Regions from separate parts of the Xenopus laevis genome. Here region 1 is linked to region 2. Evidence: chromatin contacts called from public Hi-C data. All regions are on one chromosome and are shown on one strand. Each heading gives the region's core, a stretch centred on a gene start, on an enhancer-like site or on the middle of the called end of the contact. The rest is flanking DNA. Distances are from core to core; before and after follow the strand shown.

Region 1 (6,637 bases), core at 1,432-3,931, 36 kb before region 2:
AACCAATCAGCAATTCTCACCTACAAGTTAGAAACCAAAAGCTTAGATCTGATTGGTTGCTATGGGCAGCATCACCGGTGTTGTTTTCCTCCAATTTTTACACAACATGATAAATAGGCCCCTAGATGTATACCTTTACTGTGTCTTTAATAACTAAAAACACAACTTATAAATTCTGTCATAAATTCTAAAACTGACCTTGTAATAGATAATGGATTTTTTTTTATAGAAGAGAGAGTCGTAAATCCTGCTCAGGCACTACTGAGTTTACTTGTAGATGCTGAAGCTCAAGGTAGGGGCCTCATTCTCAATGTCACAGAAGGAAAAGCGTCTAAAAGCACTTTATCTCGGGTCAGGTTAGAAGTGTCTGTCAATAAACTTCAGCTTCAATGTCTCTGTCTCTTAGGGCTCCGGGGGGAAAACTCCATGACAGTTTTGTGCCTAAAGGTGGTCATACACGTGCTCGTGCGTGATTTTTAATGTGCATGCGTGGTTTAACGCGTGTGCCCGTTTTTTTTTTGCCGCAACAGGAAGATTATCCAGGGTGAGGGTCTGGCCCAGCACCTGTCGGTAAAAATCCTTGGATATAGGTCGTCTCGTCGGTCGAGCAGGACTGAAAATGTTAATGGTGCCTGAAAATTGCAACATTAATGCTGAATTGTCAGAAAGAGCTAAATAATTGTTTTTGTTTTTACCTAAATATCTGACGATTCAGCTCTTAACGTTAGTGGACGAAAGATCTTTTGTATGACCAATGGTCGTGGGAAAGATCATCATTGTAGGGTGTATGGCTGCCGGGATTGAGCGAAGACTCAGGCCAGCAGCAAGTGGAGGAAAAGGAAGTCCAGGGTCATGAGGTAAGTATTAAAGGAACAGTAACGTCAAAAAATAAAAGTGTTTTAAAGTAATGAAAATATAATGCAGTGTTGCCCTGCACTGGTAAAACTGGTGTGTTTGCTTATGAAACACTACTATTGTTTATATAAATAAGTTGCTGTGTAGCAATGGGGGCAGCCTTTCAAAGGAGAAAAAGCTCAGGTTACACAGCAGATAGCAAATAAGCTCTGTCTGTCTAATGATGTTATCTGTTATCCATTAGTTAACCTGTGCCATATAGCCGTTTTTCAATTTCCGCCACTGCTCCACAGCAGCTTGTTTATATGAACTATAGTAGTGTTTCTGAAGCAAATAGATCAGTTTTAACAGTGCAGGGCAACACTACATAATATTCTCATTACTTTAAAACACTTACATATTTTGGTGTTACTGTTTCTTTAAGATATGTATTAATGTGTGTGCTCTCATACAGGTCCCATACTGATCTGATACTGATACAGTGTCATGTAACATGATTTTTGTCTGCTAATGCAGAAGTTTTGTCTTTTCTTGTAGCAAGAGAAGCATGGTGTCTGTGTTTCTCCTCTGCCTAAAAGAAAGCTGCAGGCTCACGAGAGATTGAGCTACAGGTCATCCCATCTCTTAAAGGAGAAACAAACCCTCTTCCTCCTCCCCCTCAGCCTAGCTGCCCCCCGGCAAATGCCCCTAACTTTTTACTTACCCCTCCGTGCAGATTCTGTCCAGCGGAGTTCACGGGCTCCATCTTCTTCTCTTCGGGAATCTTCGGAATGTGACCGACGAAGTGGCGCATGCGCTTTTGGAGTAATTTTTTTGTTTATCGGCAACTGCGCATGCGATGAACCTCCTGAAAATTGCCAAGGCGCCGGTCAGATATGTAAATATCTGCTGTATGTACTTTCCATCCCTGTTATAAAATTAGCCACACATGACTACTGTCGATTGTTTCTTTTACACCATAATTGTAGTTCTAGCTATGGGTTTCACATGGTCTGAAGGTGCATACCCAATCTATGCCGTATCTGGAAGGACAGTAGAACAGATCAGGGTCTCTACAGAGACAAATCCTTGACACTTCCCATTTAGTTGGTACATAATTGCCCTGCTGCCCAATAACACATAGGACAGACTATAACAGTCTTCAGAAAGGAACCAGCATCTAATTAGCTAAAATGAATTCAAAGATGGCTGTATTACTTGTTGTAGATGGAAAATGGTAACAGTTTAGGGGATACAGTGGATTGATCCAGGCATATAACAGAATCCTTTATCATAACTGCTTGGTAGTAGCAGGTTTGATCTAAGCTGACCTAATTGGGACTATGGTGATATGTTGTGCCATAGCTAATTAGGCTCCCTAAAGATGTCATGATTGGACTTTAAGTATTTAAGTGGTGGATTCATTTGTATATATAAGGGCTGATGGAAAAAGTCCTTGCCTGGGGAAGTATATTTTTCTCATTACATGGGACAGCTAAAGGCCCCTTTATCTGTCAGGTTCATTTATGTGTGTTGCCTCAGGGGGTCTTTGTCTTATTCAACTATGGGGCTGCTAGAAAGAAGAGCTCAAGTTGAATCAGAACAAAGGGGATAATTATGTGATAATAGTATCCCTTTTAGGCAGGGCAGGTGTGAGGTCCCTTATGCAAATATTTACCTTTACTCAGATGACACCCCCTTTCCATTTATCTTTCAGAAAACAGAAATATTAGCATAGAAATCACAAATTCCCCCTAATAATTCCGAGTTGATTGGGTTGCCTTGGGCAGCAAGCTGTACCTTGTGCACAATTAGCACTTTGTAAGCTTTCTCCAGATCAAATCCCAAAGCACTGGTAAGTAAGAAGGAAATCAACCTTATTCAGGGGTTTCAAAGAAACAACCGACTAAGTAATTAGGCGGTTGGATTGCTGGACCGCATCAATGTACAGATGCGCCCGCCAGGGTTGGGCCAAGGGGTAGGCAAAGTAGGCACGTGCCTAGGGTGCAAAGTTGGGGAGGCGCCAGGCACGTACCTGCTCTTGTCGCCTACCCCATTGTCCGGTCGCATATCTTCTGCGCACAGCGATTCACGCTTCTGCGTGCCAGCGTCAACTCGCGCATGTGCACGCTCAGCCAGCGCTAGGCCGGTTGAGGATTTTTAGTCCTGTCCGATTCACATCTGGCTGACTTTCGGCCAGATATCGATTGGGAAGCCTGTCGGAGGGCCCCATACCCGGCGCCAATAAGCTACAGACTTGGTCTGTTTGCAGCTTTTATCGGCCCATGTATGGCCACCTTAACCCTTGCAGCTATGCTAAACTGGGAGTATGGTCAACAGCTTAATTTCATGGGTCCAGACCACCAAGCAGTGCACACAAGCATGGGTCACCTGAGACTCCCCATCAGGTCTGCACCCCTATAGTTAAACCAATGAGGTACAAAATGTGGTTTGGGACCACACCTATGGTTGCCATCTGGCCGGTAAAAATGATGGTTGATCCCAATGTTATTAATAGGGGAAAATGATAAATATATAGGAAGGCCAGTATTTTTTTCCGGAAAAGGTGGCAACCCTAACCACACCCCTGTCTCATTTTTGGGGGGTCTCGAATTTTAAAAGAAACTGTCATACAACCGTAAAAGTGATATGCGGGTCAGTAAAAACACAATCCGCACATGATTCCAACCCACAAAACCTTAATCTACAAAATGTTACCATTGTAGGATTCGCACCCAACTTGTACCCGCATCTTTTTGGTCTGTACACTACTTCTGTGTGCACCTCTGGTTCCAAGACAGGGACTTTTCGGGAGCAGTGTACATCCCTGGTCTGACCTGCACCCAACCATAATCTGTAATAGCTAACCAAATTTCAACCTGTACCTGCCCAACCGATGGTCAACCCACGGGTCACCGTGGGTTATGGGTCAACCCACACATCACTAAACCATATCTATGGAGATTGCATGCTGGAGCTATGAAAGCCTATTAGAGGGACACAACCTGCCCATGGGCCTCCCTGTAGAAGCACAATAAATGAACTCTGTTGAGTTTACCAGCCATTGGCTACATTCTGTTTTCTTCCCATGGAAAAGGAACCCAGTGGATACTGGTAAAATGAACTTTATTGAATAAACTCCATAATAAATGATTAGTATATCTGTAATCTGTACAGGACTCACATAATATATGTAGCTTATTCATGAAACAGCACTTTATAAAATGAGCAATTTCCAACAATGAACCAACGCAGCTCTGACGATGGGAGGAAACGTTTATCACTTTCAACAGACACGAAAATACGGAGTGAGAATAATCCTTATTATGTTACATTATCTACACGGAAAGACTGACAATTTAACCTCATATTTGGTGACATCTTTGGAAGTGAAAAATAATCCATCTGAAGTTTACATTTGGTTTGGCCAGTCTGCCATTTTGCAAATCCCTTGTGCTGCAAAGCCATAGGCACAACTGCTCCTAGACAATAGCACAGTCCATATGCATATCCATATGCTAAGTGATGTAATATATTCATACTTAACAATAGGGGGTACATGATCTCTTATAAAATCTCACTTTCACAAATAGTCTTTATTGTATGGCCCTGATATTTGCCCGTTTAACAACCAAACGACTCATGCTGACTCTTCCTGATAGACAACATGGGTTAGGCTGAGGGAGATATATTACATATCTGCTTTTTCTTCTGGGCAAGAAAATACGGGATGCAAAGGCCAAACACGAACATACCGATTGCTTGGTTAGTCCAGAATGCAGTCTATAACTGGGATAACACTTTGAGGCCCAGATAGAAGTCCCTAGCAATCTGGTCCACTAGAAATCAGCCAAATGAATGTCCATTTCAAATATATATATATATATATATATATATATATATATACACACACAATTTAGATCCCATTTGGGCAATTGCCTTTTTAAAGAGATGGGCCAATAGGTCTCCGGGCGATTTCAGTTTTTTTTCCATCTTCTTTATTAACTGTCTCTTCTTGTATTTTGCTGCACCAGCAATTATTTAAATACATCAAGATGGATGAAATTTTCTCTTCAGAGAAAGGCCGAATTGCTGCTGTCTCGTGGACTTATTATGTTACTCTGAGCGCAAAAAGGGGGTAAATAAATCCATAGGGGGAAAAAGACTCATTCTCATTCTCTCTTCACAGGCCATCAACAGCAGTGACAGAAGCAGGTGTAGAGGAGCGTGAGGTGGCGCTGGAAGACCTCTCCAGAGTGGGGCTCAGAAGGACGGGGTCAGAAGCTTTGGGGATCAGGGAACGAGATGGGGTGAGTGGTTTTGCCTGTGTATGCATGCTTTGGCCACAGATGCGGTGATGTTTCTCCCAGTCCTTGTGCTGACAGAAGGAGCCACAGTAGCGAGCGATGTTACAGCCACTGCATGTCTCGCTCGCTTTCCGACCACAATTCCAGCAGCTCTGCACAAGCAATGAAAATACAGATTATTTCTCCTTGTGTAAAATAACCTATGGCCTTCCAAACATTAGTTTTAATTCCTCCTGCCACCTTTGAGTTGTCAGCGGACAACACTCCTAGGGTCCCTAGAAATGTTACACCCCTGAATAAGTGTTATTCCTTTCCCTCACAAATCAGCAGTTCTGTCCTGCTTTAGGACTATAGATTCTTTATAGCAGGGAATTTAACCCACACGGGTGTGACAGCCTCTCTGTTAACCCATTGTTTAAATGACTACAGAATTGTATATGAACAAGAACTGTAAATATGCAAGTTTTATACCTCAGTGGACTCTTCCTGCTCATTCACAACCAAGACGGCGTCTTCTGCAGCCCTCCTCTTTGCGTCCACAATGGTCTGTTCCATCCTTGCTCTCTCTGATGCTATCATCTCAAATGCTTTCTGCTCTGCTTCCGAGACAGCCTTTTGTACTTCAGACATTGCCTGCCGTTTGACTTCATTCACTGCCTCCTCTGTGGGACAAGAAGGAAAGGGGATTGTTACTATACAGAAACAATGAACCACAATGTTGCCTTAATTTGTCTTATACGGTGCCTACTCTTTTCCCTTACACTATTCCCGAACTTCAAAATCACTTAGACAATTTCAAGTTAACCGAATTCAATTCCCCAAGCCACCTATTCAATTGCTGACACCGGATGAAAGTTTCTGCCCGGGTCTATGAATCATTTTCACTGATTAGATTACTATCTTCCACTGGTCCATCCTTACATAATAGGGGGTGACATTTCATACCTGCTTTTCTCCAGATCTCATCTGTTACATAGCCTGCTCCTGTTCTGCTCCCAAAGTCACGAACGGAATCTGAAAAAAATCATAAGAAACTCATGAGCTGTGAATTAGTAAAAAAAAAAAAAAGACAGCCCACACTTGGCCTTAACTAGCCCTCTCCCTAACTGACCCAGCAAGTCCCCTCTATTTATAGACCCGTGCCCGACCTGCCCATCTCTGACGCCATGAAAAGGAAGACCTATAAATAGAGGCTGCTGGAAGAGGAAGCCAGCACTGTAAGGTTGCCCGCATCTCTTGTGCAGAAGTCGGACTAAACCTACTTGTGCAAAAGTTGGCCTTAACCCAACTGACCAGTGGGTTAAAAAGAAATTAAACAACAAAGGACTGAGAGCCCTTACCGCTGGCTCCTGAATCGGTGCTGGAAGGGCTGTGTTGTCTGCTGGGATGCTCACTTCCCTTCCGGATCTCATTTGACTCGTTGAATCTCCGTTTCCAGTAGTTGAGCTCGTCTCTATCCACTTCCTGACAGCGACGCAGCACGGCCATTGAGCGCC
Region 2 (6,032 bases), core at 480-2,979:
TAATACATTTCCCTTACATTTACATTTTCCTGGATTTTACACCATTTTTTTCTGGTCCCCTGAAAAATATAAAACGGGGGTTCTACTGTATGACCAGTCAGTTTTGTCCCTGGCCCTGCAACTCCTACAGACAGCATTGGACTTAGTGCCCTTGCGAGAGGATATCCCTGATGTAAATATGGGGTCATATCAGAATCTCCTGCTCCTAGGAAGGTAATGCAGTATCCCCCAGGGGTCTGTTGTGATGGTCATGGGCAGCAGGGTGACCATATTATTTTACGGGGCCTCAAGCTTTTAGATAGAGTCTCTGAGTGTATTTGTATATAATACACAAAAGCCATGAATATCTTGTAAATGATATCCTTATAAACGGTGAGTTCTGATGTCATCAGTTATAAACGGTGAGTTCTGATGTCATTTCTGTCACATGACTCACTGAAATTTGTGTATTATATAATAAATAAAGTACTCCCAGTTGTAAAATATGAGGATATTAGAAGTTACCTCTGAGTTTCATGACCTGTATAAAAACATTATAAGGTCATGAAACTTCTTGGTAACTTATAATATCCTTATATTTTACAAGAGGGGGTACTTTATTCACTATATAATACACAAAAGCCATGACTATCTTGTAAATTATATCCTTAATGGTGAGTTCTGATGTCATTAGTTATAAACAGTGAGTAGTAATGTCATTGACTCACTGAATTTTGTGTATTATAATAAATAATAATAATAATAATAATAGTAAACCCCCTGTTGCAAAATATGAAGAAATTAGAAGTTACCTTGAAGTTTCATGACCTGTATAAAAACACGAGGCCGAATTGGTCATGAAACTCCTCAGTAACTTATAATATCCTTACAATTTACAAGAGGGGGTACTTTATTCACTATATCATTTGCAGAGGCGCAACTCAGTGCGCAATACCCAGGAGGTATAGGGGCTCCATGAGGCCCTAATTCGTATACAGTTTCAATAAACCAGTCAACCACGAAACATTTTGGGAGCCTGAAAAAAAATTTGCTGTGGGGCCCAGTAATATCCAGTTACGGCAATTTGTATTAAGTAACTGGACACAGTGGTATAGTTAGAGACCCAAAGCCCTTGGGGTAAATTCTGGGATCTGTCCTTGCCACTAAAACACTGACCACCGATTGGTTCACGCCCACCCCTATCCTTAACCCTTCTATGTCCCAATCTACTTAGTTGTTATTTTGGGACTTTTACACTAACTATAATTCTTCCCAATAACACATTTTTTTCTACTGATTTATGAAATTTGTAACTGAGGAGCCTATCTGGTAAAATTTTACATTTTGTTCCCCCCCTCCCCGCAAGCCTGCATGTTTCCTATGCTGCTGCCAAAAAAAAAAAAAAAAGATTATGATCGAGCCCTATATACATTTCTCAGATACGCATTAAATGAGCTCCTGTCCCAAATGCAACTTTCCCCCTTGTAGTCAATCCAAGTCTTATAAAATATGGATATGGTGCTTCTCAGTTAAATACTGGGGATGATTTTTCTTTTAAATGTATGGAGGGGGGAAAGGGTCTGTTTCCCAGGCGCTGAGTGCTTTGGGCCAGCTGAATGCTGGAAGTCCAGGAGGCTACAGCCTTTCAATGGAAAAGAGAGCAGATGGTCACAGTCTTGGGTCTGTCCCTTCTGAATCCCGCGTGTAATAGGATTGTGCTGGCAGCTGGCTTTGGGAAAAGGCACAAGAGACATGTGGCAGGTAACACAATGGGGCAAGCAGCAGTGTGGCCTATTGTCCCTGCAGAGGAGACATATACCATCTGACTGATAAACAGCATGTGGCGGGGGCTAAATAAAGCCCTACAAAAACCCTGAGGCTGGAGCCAAGGCCATTCTTTAGTCTGGTATACAAAGTGTTTAATGCTTAAAAAATTCAGCACTGCACAGACGCCTGCCTAATTTATATGACTGAAGTAGGATTTGCATAAATAGATTGTTCTACTCCAATGGAAGATCTGAGGAGTGATCTCAAGGCTGCCTTTGCTTATGGTGCACCACCCCCCCTCCCCAGCAAAAGACTTTATGGGGCCTTGATTCTTTTATAACGTGACCTGTTACAGCTCTAGGGTATTGATGGAACCATTGCCATATTACCCTACTGCAGCCAGTAGATCAACTACTGTATATCAACTACAGGAATGGGATCCATTATCTGTTATCGAGAAAGGTCATGTCATATAGACTCCATTACACAGTGAATAAAGTAACCCCTATTGTAAAATAGAAGGATATTATAAGTTACAGAGGAGTTCCATGATTATATAAAAGCACAAGGCCGAAGGTCATGGAACTCCGAGGTGACTTCTAACATCCTCGTATTTTGCAACAGGGGGTACTTTATTTATTAGAATAAACAAGTTTTAGTGAATCATGTCACAGACATGACATCACTAAGCGCTGATGATAAGCAATGACATCACTAAGCCCTGTTTACAGGATATTCATACATAATCAGCAAAATGACAATTTAAAAATGATGTCCTTTTTCTCTGTAATAATAAAACAGTACTTGTTCCTGACTAAGATATAATTAATTCTTATGGGAGGCAAAAGAATCCGATCAGGGTCCTTTCAGGAAAACTCCAGGTCCGGAGCATTCTGGATAACAGGTCCTTGTATCAACTCTTCCTATCAACAACTTCTACAATTGTCAGAGTCATCATGTGCCATCCTATGTGCGCCACCCTAAAGACAATTCTTGGGGTAATAAGAACAAGTAACGCCCTATTTCCTATTAATTTGTGGGGGCACAGTACTGTCTTACCAGAGAACATTGGACTATACACTTCTATAACTGCTCCTCTCGAAATGTATGGAATGGCTGTGTACTTGTATTAACTCCTTGATCAGATTGTACAGTGGGGCTGATTTGCTATATAGGCACCATGGGGCCATGCCCTATCCATGCAGTGGACTCAATGGGAGGTGATGTTTTGACATTCTGCATATTCTAAAAGGAGCCAATTCCCTCCCAAAATCTTTTTTTTATTTTTTTTTTAGATAAACAGCCCATTTATAATTATATTAAATATTAAATTAAGAATAAAACGTGAAAAAAGTGGAGGCTATTACCGCAGTGGGGTTTGTTGACGTACTCATTAAAGAGCTAATCTGCAACTGGCTCCTTTCCCGCACGTTGCATTATATCACTCTCTCTCCCCATAGCAAGGGAAATAAAAAGGATTTTTCTAATCCTCAAGAATCAACAACCATCAGGAACGGCAAACATTTCAATTAGCTCCCGCGCACTCCACAAGCTCCATTAATATCAGCGTAATAAACTAATTACAGTGATTTGGAGAAAATAATAAATAAGCGCTGAATGGCTCGGGAGGGGGGGCGCAGGTTGGATTTATGCAGCTGCTTGATAGAGAGAGACAGAGCATGAAAGGCACAGGGAAACCACAGAGATAAGAACCAGAGAAAATGATAAAATATGAAATATGTTAAAATAAAAAACCTGAACATTGTTGCTCAATATCCCTGGCAGGTGCCGGGAGCTAGAGGTCCAGGAACATCTGGAGGACAGGTTGGCCATCTGGGATATACGTTAAAGGGGAACTCCTCCCAATAAGCCGTTTTGCAAAATGATAATAATGTATTAAAATGTAAATTCATTACACATTATCAGTGCTTTTAAATGTTTTCAACATAGTAACATAGTGGGGGTTATTTATAAACTTTGCGCAGGGAAGATTGGTTCGCAAAGTGAATATATTTGCCCTGCGCATGGTTATATTTATAAAGCCGAATAAGAGTGCACAAACAGAATTGTAACATTTTTTTTCACAATGTGAATGTCTATAAGAGTTTTTCTTAAATATGTCAAAAACTCGCAAATTGCCAATATTTATGTGCACACTCTGTGACTGAATTACGCCACAACTTTGGTGGCGGAGAAAATATTCGCAAAACAGTTTAGCAAAGAATTTTAGTTACTGTCAACGCTATTTTTGCGCACAAGAACCTCGCACATTGCGTGCGCTCGCGCAAACTTCCGTCTCATTTGCGCCACCATTTGCGAAGATTTATTCACAATACGAAATCGCAAAAACCGGAAAGACGGGCAGAGCAGTGCAAATATTAGCGTTCAGGAAAAAACAAGGGCAATACAACCATTTGCGTATAAATATGCGCTGCACAAACTTTATAAATGACCCCCAGTAAGTTGGGTTGAAAAAAAGGCACGTCTATGAAGTTCAAGCTTTCAAGTCTATATATAACCTGCCTTACTGCTAGTTGATCCAGAGGAAGGCAAAAAAAAAAACATTTAAAGCCTCTCTAATGGGAAAAAAAGTCATTCTTGATAAATAAATGTATTTCTGCTTATTAGTGCAAACCAGTATTAAATAGTTCATATTCTAAAAGTTGTTGCCTTTCCCTCACTAAGCTGAATCCTGCTGTGATATAAACAGTGAGTTTATCTGGTTGCTACGGTCCACAAATTACCCTAACTATACATTAATTTGAACAAGAGACTGGAATATGAATAGGAGAGGGCCTGAATAGAAAGATGAGAAATAAAAAGCAGCCATAACGATAAATTTGCAGTATTACAGAGCATTTGTTTTTACAAGGGGTCAGTGACCCCCATTTCAAAGCTGGAAAGAATCAGAAGAAAAAGGCAACTAATAAAGAAACTATAAAAAAAATGAAGACCTATTGAAAAGTTGCTTAGAATTGGCCATCCTATAACGCACAAAAAGTTGATTTAAAAGGGGAACCACCCCTTTAAGCAACTAATTATTCTCTCTTATACAAGTACAGGATTTAAATGTCAAAACTTTAGGTATAAATAAAGTTGGCCATACAGAGACCAATTTTATTGAACAACAGATCATGGATAAAAGACAGGACCAGAGGGAAACCATTTACATACCAATAATCATATAAAACAAATGACTGGTATGAGTTTGGTCCTCCTTCAGTCCCAACTGACATTCATTTGCTATGGATATTGGTCGTTTTGGGGATATATCAAGCTATAAAAGTGTCATTGTGTGATGTACTAGGTTGGGCAGATCATGATTCATCTGCGGATGAGGAGCTGAAGAAGACTTTCTGGGAACGATTGCACCAATAGGAAGATGGCCTTACCATATGAGGCCACACATGGGCTTATCGGGTGGAGAGTTTATGAGATTCCCCCACTTTATAAAAATGCATCTTACGAGGGCAAAATGGTCCATGTTCATAAATAAGGTTTTCAGCTATTGTTGGAACTCCCAGCAGCCCTGACAGTAGCAGGCAACACCCATCCATCTTTCTTCTGTCACCATCCTTCCCCATTATACGAGCTACAGCAAATCTTATTTTCTGGTCTTCTATGGGGCCTAGGGTTGCCACCTGGCTGGTATTTCACCGGCCTGGAGTCAAGGATTATGTAGGGGGCGCTGCAGAGCCTGAAGGGAGAAGGAGAGTCCTTTGGGCAGGGACTGGCTGTGTCCACAGAACACAAAGGGAAAGGCAGGAACAGGGGGACGAGGGCGTAGTTGAACTGGAACAGGTGCAGAGTGAAGCAGGACGGAGCGGGTAAAGGTCAGGACCAGACGATGAGGGCATAGATCAGGGGACAGGACGGTGCGGGCATAGATCAGATCAAACTGGGGATAGATTGCAGATTGGGACTGGAGGGGGACTGGAGTGGATAGCAGGAAAGCAGGATAGCGAGAGAGGACAAGTGAGATGAGGGGGTACAAAGTACAAGGCAGGGTCAGGAAGCAAGAATCAGGAACAGGCAAGGCAATGTCAGTACAAGGTGAAGTCAGGGCAGGGTGAAAGGTAGAACTGGAACAGAACTGGGAGGGAAAGACTAGGCAGAAACAGAACAAGGAAGGATAAAGAGGAAAGGTTCAAGGTAGGACAGGACAAGGCAAGGAGGCTAAAGCTGAAACCCTTAGCTAGGTCCAATGCCACACTGCTAGTCTGGGAAACAATGCTCTGGCAAGGTGTGTTTGGATGGCTGACCTTAAATAGGGCAGAGTCAGCCCT

The links. A called contact is a pair of places that touch in the nucleus more often than the background predicts.
Region 1: a Hi-C map of the XTC cell line shows a contact between it and region 2, with 2.6 times the contacts expected there. The contact joins two enhancer-like sites. A contact is called at or near these places in 2 of 4 Hi-C or Micro-C datasets (the XL177 cell line and the XTC cell line).

Annotation. Positions count from the first base shown.
Region 1 is chr9_10L:45,278,540-45,285,176 of Xenopus_laevis_v10.1, reverse strand. cbfa2t2.L (CBFA2/RUNX1 translocation partner 2 L homeolog) reads right to left here. Exons shown (of 11, transcript NM_001086057.1): 8 at 6,482-6,637; 9 at 6,087-6,155; 10 at 5,613-5,803; 11 at 3,944-5,293. The coding sequence ends at 5,018. Among protein-coding and RNA genes, the nearest start is that of cbfa2t2.L, 26 kb to the right of the region's middle. Within about 2 kb of position 2,681, at least 1 of the 7 cell types and tissues checked has an H3K27ac peak or open chromatin away from gene starts, as enhancers often do.
Region 2 is chr9_10L:45,241,793-45,247,824 of Xenopus_laevis_v10.1, reverse strand. No RefSeq gene overlaps it. Among protein-coding and RNA genes, the nearest start is that of cbfa2t2.L, 11 kb to the left of the region's middle. Within about 2 kb of position 1,729, at least 3 of the 7 cell types and tissues checked have an H3K27ac peak or open chromatin away from gene starts, as enhancers often do.